Linked DNA regions of Mus musculus: region 2 is linked to region 1. Evidence: chromatin contacts called from public HiChIP or PLAC-seq data. All regions are on one chromosome and are shown on one strand. The core of a region is the stretch at or near the end of the contact, and the rest is flanking DNA. Distances in the headings are between cores, read along the strand shown.

What was found. HiChIP or PLAC-seq counts read pairs in DNA pulled down with a chosen protein or histone mark.
Region 2: a FOXA1 HiChIP or PLAC-seq map of pancreatic cancer cells shows a contact between it and region 1. The contact joins two enhancer-like sites. A contact is called at or near these places in 8 of 39 promoter capture datasets (the 3T3-L1 cell line, the C10 cell line, cranial neural crest and 5 more), 3 of 484 Hi-C or Micro-C datasets (3T3-L1-derived adipocytes, the C2C12 cell line and bone marrow-derived macrophages), 7 of 115 datasets of contacts at active chromatin or transcription factors (embryonic limb bud, embryonic stem cells, epiblast stem cells and 2 more) and 1 of 9 other capture datasets (adipose tissue).

What each region holds. Positions count from the first base shown.
Region 1 is chr6:34,493,374-34,498,806 of GRCm38.p6, reverse strand. All of the region lies in intron 2 of Bpgm (2,3-bisphosphoglycerate mutase), which reads right to left. Among named protein-coding and RNA genes, the nearest start is that of Gm52898, 16 kb to the left of the region's middle. Within about 2 kb of position 3,331, at least 68 of the 459 cell types and tissues checked have an H3K27ac peak or open chromatin away from gene starts, as enhancers often do. A contact at or near this core is called in liver and pancreatic cancer cells, where this site is marked.
Region 2 is chr6:34,714,629-34,720,061 of GRCm38.p6, reverse strand. The region is part of intron 3 of Cald1 (caldesmon 1); the gene reads right to left. It overlaps Gm38787 (a long non-coding RNA gene), which reads left to right. Exons shown (of 3, transcript XR_868972.2): 2 at 3,137-5,433. Among named protein-coding and RNA genes, the nearest start is that of Gm38787, 15 kb to the left of the region's middle. Within about 2 kb of position 2,646, at least 104 of the 459 cell types and tissues checked have an H3K27ac peak or open chromatin away from gene starts, as enhancers often do. A contact at or near this core is called in liver and pancreatic cancer cells, where this site is marked.

The DNA.
Region 1 (5,433 bases), core at 2,082-4,581:
ACTCTCAGGGGCAGTTACATGTGGGTTTTAGCTCACTACAGCTGTTAACAAAAATACTAAGCAGATCCAAAAGGCCTGTTCAAGTCTCAAGGCTTTTAAGTCTATAAAAACTGAGCTGTCCTTGCAGTCAGCACTTAAACCCTGGTCTTCTGCATTGTTTACTGCTGTTTCTAACACTGAAGGTGAAAGAGAATGTTTTAATTTTTGCTCAGCTCTGGTAAAGGCTGCGTGCTAACTGGACATCAGTCCCAGTGTTCTCACAGGAAACAGGGAGGAGCAAGTCTGTCTGACTTAAAACAGCTAAGCCCAGGAAGCAGATGGCCAGGTCTAGAGGTCACCTGTGCGATCTCAGAAACATGTTCTAGGTTTGCATCAGGAAGCTGGAGTGCATCACAGGGGACTCAGTGGTTTGACTTCGATGCAACAGGAGCCAGCAGGCCAAGTCCTTGCCCAAGGTTTGCTTTTATTTAATGACTCATCCCTGTGTGAGTCCACTAAACAAAGGCCTCCAGACTATAGCATGCCACTAACAGAAAGAGAACTTAAAAAAAAAAAGTTTCCAATGAAGTTAACATTCTATTTTAATAATGCCTCAAGCTATTCACAGAGTAAACTAATTACTTACAAATTCTTAAAATGCTTAGACTGGTTACTAATCAGTCAATGAGACCTAAGCGGCTGACATTTTAAAATAGCAAATTAAGAAAACCACAGGGAAGCCATTGCTTGTTACTAAAAGTTGGCATATACTAAATGCTTCATCCTAGGAAAGCTAAGTAAACAGAACTTCCCCGCTGCACTGCCCCAAACCAAACCAGCAAAAGATGCTATGCATTATACTCTTAAAAATCCATCCACTGGGCCACCAAACAGAAGCTAAAATGTGTAGTCAGGTATCACACCTCCTGCCTAGCTCAGCTTTTGATTTATTGATTTGTTTATTTATTTATTTAAATCATTAGGACTCATGTAGCCCAGGCTAACCTTAGCCTCACTTCGTAGCTGAGGATGACACAGAATCTCCGATTCTCCTCTTTCCACCACCACCACCCCCCCCCCCGCCCCCCCGGGTGCTATGAGGACGCCTGCACCACCACACCCAGTTTTATGCAGCGCTGTTGATCAAAAGGCAGGGCTTCACACATTCTAGCAGAACACCACCCCAGTCTCCAGTTCACGTTTAACCAAGTCCAAGAGCGCCTTCTTGGAAATGGCACCAGGTTCTTTCTCTCTCTCTACCTTCTTTCCATCACAGTCCCTCTGAAGCCATCTCTTCACTTTACACCTGGTGTCTTCAGCGTTTAACTATGTGGCACAGGCTTGCCTTGAACTGGAAATTTTCTACCCCAGCCTCTGGAGGGCCGAGCCTACCATAGGCAAGCATCGGAATACCTAGAGCATCTTTAATTCTCCAGTCTCTATGCAGGAGCTTCTCGAAACCCACTGCAACCACTGGAAATGGTGGAAGCATTTCAGATAAGAAAGAACGAAAGTTTAGGAGAAAACCATGTGAGTAAATTGATACCCAAAATGGAAAACTTAAATAACTTATTTTCTACGTGCAGGAGTAGCTTCCGAAAGTCAATTTGCAGGCTGGGCGTGGTGGCGCACGCCTTTAATCCCAGCCCTCAGGAGGCAGACGCAGACGGATTTCTGAGTTTGAGGCCAGCCTGGTCTACAAAGTGAGTTCCAGGACAGCCAGGGCTATACAGAGAAACCCTGTCTCGGAAAACTGAAAAAAAAAAAAAAGAAGAAGAAGAAGAAGAAGAAGAAGAAAAAAAGAAAGTCAACCTGCCGGCACTCCCTCTAAGTCATGGTAACAAACTAGAACACAGGACACTGTACTTCAACCACAATGCCCCACCCAACACCTCTGGGAGAAGCACTTGAACAAATCCTGGCTTCTGCCAGAATGAGAACTCTGCTCTGTGACTCCAGCTCTCCGGGCAGTGCCTCACCATCCTTACAAGAATATAACTGGAATCTGTGCATCTGTGAGCAGTGCTTTCGAAGGTTGCCTGCTAGGAGGCACAAAACATGGAGCTATATGGTCCGTCAGATACATTAGGTATGTCACCACTGGATCCACCAAGAATGCACTTTTTACATGGGATTGCAGGTTATAAGGAATAAAGGTTAAAGATTCCCCAGCAACAGGCTTTTGCATGAGAGCACTCCAAGGAAGGTCATATCAGATGTGCATTTTTGGGTGACATTTCTGAAAGATCAGAAGGGGCACATAGGATCCACCATAGGCAGGACCTTGTGTGTCTCACTCATTCATGTGTACTCTAGCTCCTGGGCCAAAAGCAGGACTTGAATCACTGGGCCCTGGGCATACAGTTGAACTGAGTGAATTCTAACTTTCTTGGCTTTCAAGTCTAGTCTTTATTGTTGAAGCCTTGATTAAAGACTTTTCTCATTATGAACTGAGCAAGAAACGAGGTGTGGGAGGTGCATTTAAACAGTTCTTAGCCTGGAACAAAAAAGTTGTTTATACCTAGTGCTAATCAAGCAAACTGCACAAATCTGTTCTGTGTGTTCTTTGGCTTTTCTCTAAAATGCCTACAAATCTTTTAGCAGCAGGAAATGGGGAAAAGCAGCACTCAGGGACACAGGAGGAGTTGCTACAGGACGAAAGGAAAGCCCATATTTTAGGATTAAAAACAAAAAAGCAAAAACACCACCCAGCTTCAGTGAATCTGGTGGCAGCCAACTGTGAGACCCCCACCCACCCCTCTTTGTCCCCACTGGACCTATGGGACAACGACGCTGTGTATTCTTCTATTATCAGTAAGGGCTGAAAGAAGAGACTGTCCATTACAGGTGACCATACAAGTAAATTTAATTTTAGACTTCTAAATTTTTAGTTTCACATACATACAATTAAAAGATAGCCTGGGGAAACCAAAGAAAACAGGGTATTAAATTACCCTGTAACCTGATGGCAGGGTAATAGCTGCTGCTTTAAAATTAAGCAAGAGAGAGATGAATTCACCTTTCAGTTTTAGTTAACTTTTCATTCACTATAATTTACCAAATTTATTCACTTAAATCACTTATAATTTAAATAATGTATTCAAATAATTATAATTTAATTTGTTTAGTTAAATTACAGTTAAAATCTTACGCTATTTAAGAATAAAGGCTACTATAGATTTTGTAGGCTTGCATAAAAGCTAGCTCAGCTCTACCACTAAGCAATTATTTGTCTCCCAGGAAAGAGGGCTTGAACTCCATGATTCTGAAAATATCCTACTAAATGCCAAAGGTGACAAACACCTCAGCCGCCATTGGCAGCCAGCTCTAGCTGACCTTTCCTCTCATTTCTCTCATTTCACGTCACCTTGTGTCTGACTTGCTGTGTGTGCAGCTGTGTACACTTCTCCAGGGACAGAGTCCAAGTCTTATACAAATTTCTTGCCGCCACTCTTTATCCCTGTCTTGCATCTGCCTGATCCTGTGCTTAAACCAGACTAAACAATCTACTTCCTCTGGCAAGGTACAGACCACATCCAACACTCAGTTAGGTACTCGGCTTTTCCTTCAGTGTGGACCAGCAGGAAACAAACAGGAAGCAACTATGCCAACCACAAGAAAAAGAAACACACGCCTGTCTGGAACTGTGCACAACAGGTTGCTTTTAGCTCTCCCGCGGGCATTCAAAGTTCTCTTGCAGCGTTGTGAGAAGCACAACTGTCAGGGGCGAGATCGGCTTTAACCTGGACTTACTGACAAGATTGTAGGCAATTATTTATGGTTCTGAAAACCAGTGAAGCAGTCCCTGGGGGAATTTTCTTACTGTATAGTATCCCATGCCTTGTTTGTCTTCTGAAAATATTAAGCATTCTCAGATTACACGTAAATCGATCTCTAATAGAAATACGTTACTAGGCAGGTTACAGACCAGGCTCAGCAGACAGGGAGCCTGTCAGAGATGCTGCCACGAGGCTCCTAAAGTGGTGATCCTCGGGTAAGAATGTTAGCTAACTTCCAACCAGTAACATTGTCTTCAACTGTATTGCTCACACACATTGACTCCAAGAGGTCCATAACCTACTTCTAGCCTTACTAGATGATGTTAGAAGCACACAGATGGGTATGGGTGTGTGTGCGTGTGTGTGTGTGTGTGTGTGTGTGTACAAGTGGAAAGAGCAGATGAAAGCATAAGGCTATAGAATACAGTGACAAATAAGAGGTCATCAGTCTGGGATTGAAAAGCCATCAGAAGGCTTCACAACCTGTATAAGTAACACTGGCAAGGCTAACAAAATACACGGTCAGGCTAGGGTGCAGCTCAGTGGCAGGGCACTGGTCTGGAAGGTGTGAGCTCCTTGGGTCAATCCCCAGCACCATAAAAATAAAAATACACACAAACTCTTCCAGCATCTTCGGTGTAACATCTCATGAAGCAGAACTTTGAAGGGTGGCCCTGGCCTGCTGATGGCTTAGGCACTGAAGAGAGTCGGCACCACACAGCTCCAGAAGACTGAAAAGGCCGTAACAATGCCCACTCGAGTTTTCAAGACACAGGGAGGTGTGTTCATCTAATTCCACTGTGTGTATGTGGAGAGAGCAGATGGAAGCACATGGCTATAGAATACGGTGGCAAATAGGGGTCCTGGGATTGAATCCCACTCAGACGATCACTCTGTGGAACACAAACTAAGGTCCCGATTAAGGGCACTTCACTTACTGACTACACTGAATGAAGCCGGTCTCTTCTGAGGCACCATTTTCACTACATTAACACTAAAGCACCTGCCAGCCAGCTCCGTTAAGCTTCGTCTATAAAGGTGTAGGCACCTGCAGTGACGATGCCCAAGAGCCTAGCATCCCCTGACCCCGAGTCGCCTTGCAGACATGCAGCCTGCCTCTGCCACTCAGCTCTGCTTGGACCTTGTAGCTTGGTTCGCTCCCACGTGCCACATGCGTGGGCCGAGGCGGTACGCAGCATTCTCTGCTGAGGTTTCTTCACCTAGCATGCTGTGACGGATTCATCCACGGTACTGGGGTGTGAAAAAGCTTGCTTGTTTTAACTAAAGCTTCTGTCAAGCCTCCTGATCAGTGATTGATCCCATGAAATAAAGAAATAGGATTTGGAGACAGTAAACAACAGAGTAAAACCCAATATTGAGCTACTGCTCTCCAGAGAGCTAAAGGCCACACTCAGGTTTCTACATGAAACAAGATATCTGTGCAAAATGTCTAGGACTATGCTTGGCAGGAAGCATGAGCTCCACAAACAGCCTCTTTGTACAGCTGTGCCAGGGAGTGCCACTCACAGGCCACAGTGTTACAATGGCGGCAATAACGAAAGACTCATTTCCCCCAGGGAGTGCCATTCGCGGGCCACAGTGTTACAGTGGCGGTAATAATTAAAGACTCATTTCCTTGTATTAAGTTACCTTTTTAAAAACTGGTCGACCTGCT
Region 2 (5,433 bases), core at 1,397-3,896, 220 kb before region 1:
TGGGGTTATAGGCACAAGCCGACATGCTTGGGTTTTTATGCGGGTGTCGGAGATTTGAACTCAGATCCTCATGCCTGTGCTGCAAGCACTTACCCCGTGAGCCATCTCGTCGTCCTCAAGAAGGCTTTTACCAACTCAAGAACCTCAAACTCCTTTTCAGTGATGACATTAATTATCAGAGGAATGGGGAAACTACAACATCCACATAGAATAAATGTAAAGGGGGGGGGTGGTGGTGTACGTCTCATCTCCTGTGTGTAAGCTCAGGGTCCGCCCCATGGTTTCCTGTGCTTTTGTAGAGGGTAGAGGGGAGATAGGGGAAAACATGGGGTGGGGTGGTGGGTTTTGTGTGTGTGTGTGTTTTAAATCTATCAGATGGAATGCGTTTCATCTCTTCTTTTCTCTACCTCTTTCTTAATCCATGCCACTTCTCATTAACACGTAGACAGGAATTTAACATCAGAGAGCTTTGTCTTCCCCATGCCCCAAAGTGGAAGAGGCGAATCCCCTCCCCCAGCCTCTTTGAGGCTGGCTCAGTACCAGACCTCATGCAGGAGCCAAGGTCAGAGCTCCAGGCCCGGTGCTTGGTCCTAAGTCTCCCTGGGATGGTTTTAGACAGTGGGGTGCCAGGAAAAGCTCCAGCTATCCCCATTGCTCCAACATTGGTCCAGCCAGCTGGCATTTTAAACAGACCCAGTAATTACCCCACTTATAGCTGAAGAACTTAGCTATGAAATGTCATGTTAAAGTTTTACGGCCTCCCAGTATTTGTCATGCATCCTGACCTCCCCAGGACCTGATTTGACAACCTAACTACCAGTACCTCAGAATGTGACCTTATTTGGAAATTAGGCTTTAAGGCAGAGTCATCAGGGTGGGTTCTAATCCAGTAAGAAATCCGGGCAGGGAGTAAACCATGGGAAGAGATGTGACAAGAAAGCCACCTAAGGAAGACAATCAGGGCGACTACGCTTCTACAAGCTGAGGAATGTGAGAGACTGCTGGCCAAACAGGAGGAGGCAGCTCTCCAGAGGAGCCAACTGTGCCTAGTAACTGACTTATTTTAAAGATCTAGCTTTGTAGTTTTACGTCTCAAGAACAACTCAGAAGGCAGAGATTTCTCAGACATCCCCGGTCCCCCAGGCTCATAGCCTCCCCAACCAGAGGCATTCCTCAACTAGAAGGACATCTGGAACATCTGACAGACCCAGGCAGGTATTGCTCTTTCCATAACCCCGCAACCAGGTCTTGGGTGTTTACCATTCTCTTCTTAACCAAGCACCTCACTCCCCCTTAAGGCTCGGGTTTAGATATGTATTGGGACAGCTTCTTCTTAAACTCCACCTTAGCTTCAAAACCAAAACCAAGCGATGTGTTGCACGAGCAGACAGCAGGGTTATCCAGCGCTTGGACCTGATGCTGTCTGTGCATTTGAACAACCTGCCCCCACAGCTCCAGTATATACCCCTCACCCAAGTCCTCCTGCACTCTGCTCACTGGCCCCTCTTAAGCCTCTTTCCTTCTCCCCCAAGCTTTGGCACTCACCAATGACTTCTGTCTCCATTAGTCTTGGCTTCTACAGATCAATGTATGCTTAAAAGCTATGTTGGTCTTTTTCAGACCAATTTCTTTCACTTCATAGTATTTGTCCAAGTTTCAGACAAGTTTTTTTTTTCCCCCATGACTTAACAGCCTTTTTTTTTTTCAGTAGTGGATAATATTTCTATGTCTGGGTGTATCCTATGCTCATCCACAGAAGGGCAGTCACCCGTGGAAGGACCACTCAGCTATCATTTTTAAGCCACTTAGTGGGTGGTGATTTGTAACAGTGACCCCAGGAAACCGATACAGTATTCAATTTAAGGACTGAGCAGCTCTGCTTTGTTAAGGAGCAGTTGTAGCATGTTCAGTTGGAAGGTTGGTTACATTGTATTGGCACTCAGTCTAGCTGACTTCTTAAAATGTCCTCTCTTCTAAATTTCTCTTTTCATATGCTCACTTTCACCTTTGCTGTGTTCCTGTAGTCTTCCTAAGCCTGAGGATATTGGGAGTTTTCACTGTAGCTCTGAGTGGGGCTCATACTCCTTAGCATCCCAGGCCTCCTGGGAGAAGTTGGTTAACAGAGATATCTCCGCTCTTTGGGGTAGGGGCTTTTACATGGTCTCTCTTTAACTCACCAGTCTTGAGACCCAGGAGAGATCAAAGCGCATATTTAAGTAAGGTCGGACATTTAAGAAGTATGCAGGGCCAGAGCAGAGAGCGTGAACTTTGCAGACCTAAGCTTTATCTGGGACTGTACAACTCTTTGCCTTGAAGTTAACAGAGTTAACAAATTCTTTCTGGGTGTCCTTCATTTCAGGAGAAAAGCCCCTTCCTGTTCTTAGGACTAGGGAACTTTTGTGGTTAGGAAATACTCAAGAGACTAGCTAATAGCCCCCTCTGGGATGCAAGATGTTTGCCCATTTTGTGGGGACATTAGCAAACTTTAAAGGTCTGGCTGGGCCTGTTGAGTGTCATGTAATTCTAGGAGATCTGCTCACTTACAAATGAGCTGAATTGCATTCCCCACAGAGCTCTGTTGATCTCCTAACCCTAAGCCTCTCCGTGACTTCAATGGGAGGTCTTTGCAGATGTAAGGACGTGGAGATGAGGTCATCTGAGTGGTATGCAATCCAGTACAACTGGTGTCCTCTGAACACAAACACAGACATGCATGGGGGGAGGGCAATGGAAAGAGACATCCAGAATGGCATGTGAAACTACTGAGACACAAGGCCATGAGCCAAGGGACATCTAGGGCCATCAGAAGCTAGAAGAGGCCAGGACAGACCCTTCCCAGTGGTCTCCTAGAGTGAGTCCCCACTGATGTTACTTTCAGACTTCTAACAAACTTCTGTCTTTCTAAGCCACCCATTTGCCTTTCTACTTTGCCCTGGAAGTTCCAGGAAACGAATTCACCCCATCAGACTTGGCCCTGCTCTTGTGATTACCTAGCAACCCACTCACCTTCTATGTACTAACTCCCTCAAATGGCTCTCACAGTTAACCACCCACCCCTCCTGCCTTGTGAACTCTCACTAAACATCAGAAGTTGTGTTAACTACAGTCATTTTTCTCTCTCTCTTTTTTTTTGTAGATGAATGTAGTAAGAAACTCACAGACATTAAGTACCTCTCTCTGAGCACACTGTTAATAAACAGATAAACTGGAACCCAAGATTTTCAGGATGGTCAAGTCTCGGGATTCTTAACATACATGTTGCTCATCTGTCAAGAGTACTTAAGAACTGGCGGCCCTGGTTGACAAACACATCTTACATCCTACCACATTCTTTCCTTCCTGGTGTTCCTCATTTAGGACAAATAAGAAAAATGAGGAAGTCTATTTTTTTTTTTTTTTTTGCCTCAGTGTTTAGCAAATGTCCTTGAAGACTGGACTTGTCCTGAAGACAGTTGTGTGGGACCTGCTTCCTAGTGGGAACTAAACAAAGCAAGTACAACCAGAGACAAAGAACTCTTGACTTTCTGAAAAGTGGGATATGATAATGAATGCAGGTCAATCACAGACTCAATTCCACCGCATTTGCCCCAGCCTCGGGGGCTCTGGGGTTTCTGAAAAATGGGATGCTCAGAATCAAAAGCAGGGGTGTGGTATACTGATTGAAGCTTCCACCGGGATTCGTTGCTGTGGGGACTAGTTCCCTTAGCTTCCGCTAGCCTTTCCACAGGTGGAGAAGGCAGAGCACAGTGAACTTAGCAACCTATCCGCTGCTGGTATTTTTCTTATGGCTGTAGCCTTCAGGGAAGAAGTGTAACTTCTGACTCACACTGTCTTCTGCACACGGTTGCTTGGCTACGTGTGTTCCATCAAAACATCATGGCGGTGAGAGCTAGAAAAGGCCGTTCTACACATCACCTTGTGGTGGACAGGAAGCAGAGAGCAACTGGAAACTACCAGGACAAGGATCTATCCTCTAAAACCTGGACCCCAACCCCAGCCCCCTGCCTGGTGACCTGTTAGACGCCACCTCCTCAAGCTTCCGTAATCCTACAAAACAGCAACCATCAGCTGGGGACCAAGTGTACAACACATGGGCTTGTGTGGAGACACTTTAAACCATCATTCACTCAGTGATTAATAGTGGTCACTTCATTCTCTTCCCCTGGAAACCCCACAGGGGTGTGATTTGCTTGCTGCCTTCGGTAGAATCCACTGCTGTATGCATACAGTGTTTCCCTTCCTAACATGCTAAAGCGGCCAGTGCATGGTCTTCTCTGAAGGATGGGGAGACCATTCGTACTTGGCTGTTATCTTAACCTTCGTCTGAGACTTTCAAAATGAAGGACAAAACCATGTGGAGGATGAAACTCTAGAAAAGGAGAGTGAAGCAGTCTACTCACCAGCCCCGGGTTACAGACTTGGTCCCCAGGCTTGCTATACTGTAGTGTGGAGGGGGCACTACTGTTAATAAGTGGGTCCCACTTAGAAGAAGTTAGCAGGAGAATGTCTATGAACTGGCCTTTTTGTGTCTTTTTGTTTCCCAGAAACCAAGTCTGTAGACCGTGTCTTCCACCACACACTTGTGCCATGATGCTACACCACAAAAAAGGCCCAAAGTCATAAGGCCAAATGATCAGAGACCAACACCTCTGCATCAATGGACCCAAACAAAAGAAGTTCATCAGCTCGGGCATTTTTGTCAAAGAAAACACTGAAGTACACAATCAGTAAGCAGCCATGGGAAGGGAAAACACAGAGAGAATTAAATAAAGCCGGCAGACGTGGCTTGGAAGGAGGAGATGTCCAGAGTTACTTAGAGTCTAAACAGGAACCCAGCACAGGTTGAAGGACACATTCATTTTAATCAGCATCTGTATGTGATGAGGTTGATAATAAATTAGGAAGGAAATGTGAAAGACCGATGAGAAAAACATAGCCTATTTTATCTACAAGTTTATTGTTTTAAACTGCCCTTACCAAACAATTTTGTTTAACGTAAGTTGCCTTTAATAAAACGTGGCCTTAAACACAGAGGAAATTGATGTTGATCAAACTTGTGGTGTAAAACGTAGCATCAGGCAAAGTGTGCCCTTCACAAATCTGCTCAGAACTTAACAACCCAACGACCACCTAGTTGCTTTTTTGATTTCTACAACCAGCAAAAATATTTAAGGGGGGAGGGGGAGGAAGATGACCTAATTGGGTTTCTTAACTACAAAGCTGGTTACAACATCACAACCAAATACCACTCTGAAAACTTCACTTACGAGGTTGCATCATACGGACTCTTGCCTGGCTCTATGGAGAACACATGGTCTCCCTAAGTGTTCCTCTGATACTAAGTTTTCATTGGGAAAGCAAGGTTGTTTAATAACAGCTTCACTAGGTTTTTGTCCTTAATGTTTTTCTGTATACTTTGATGGATGGTGGGTG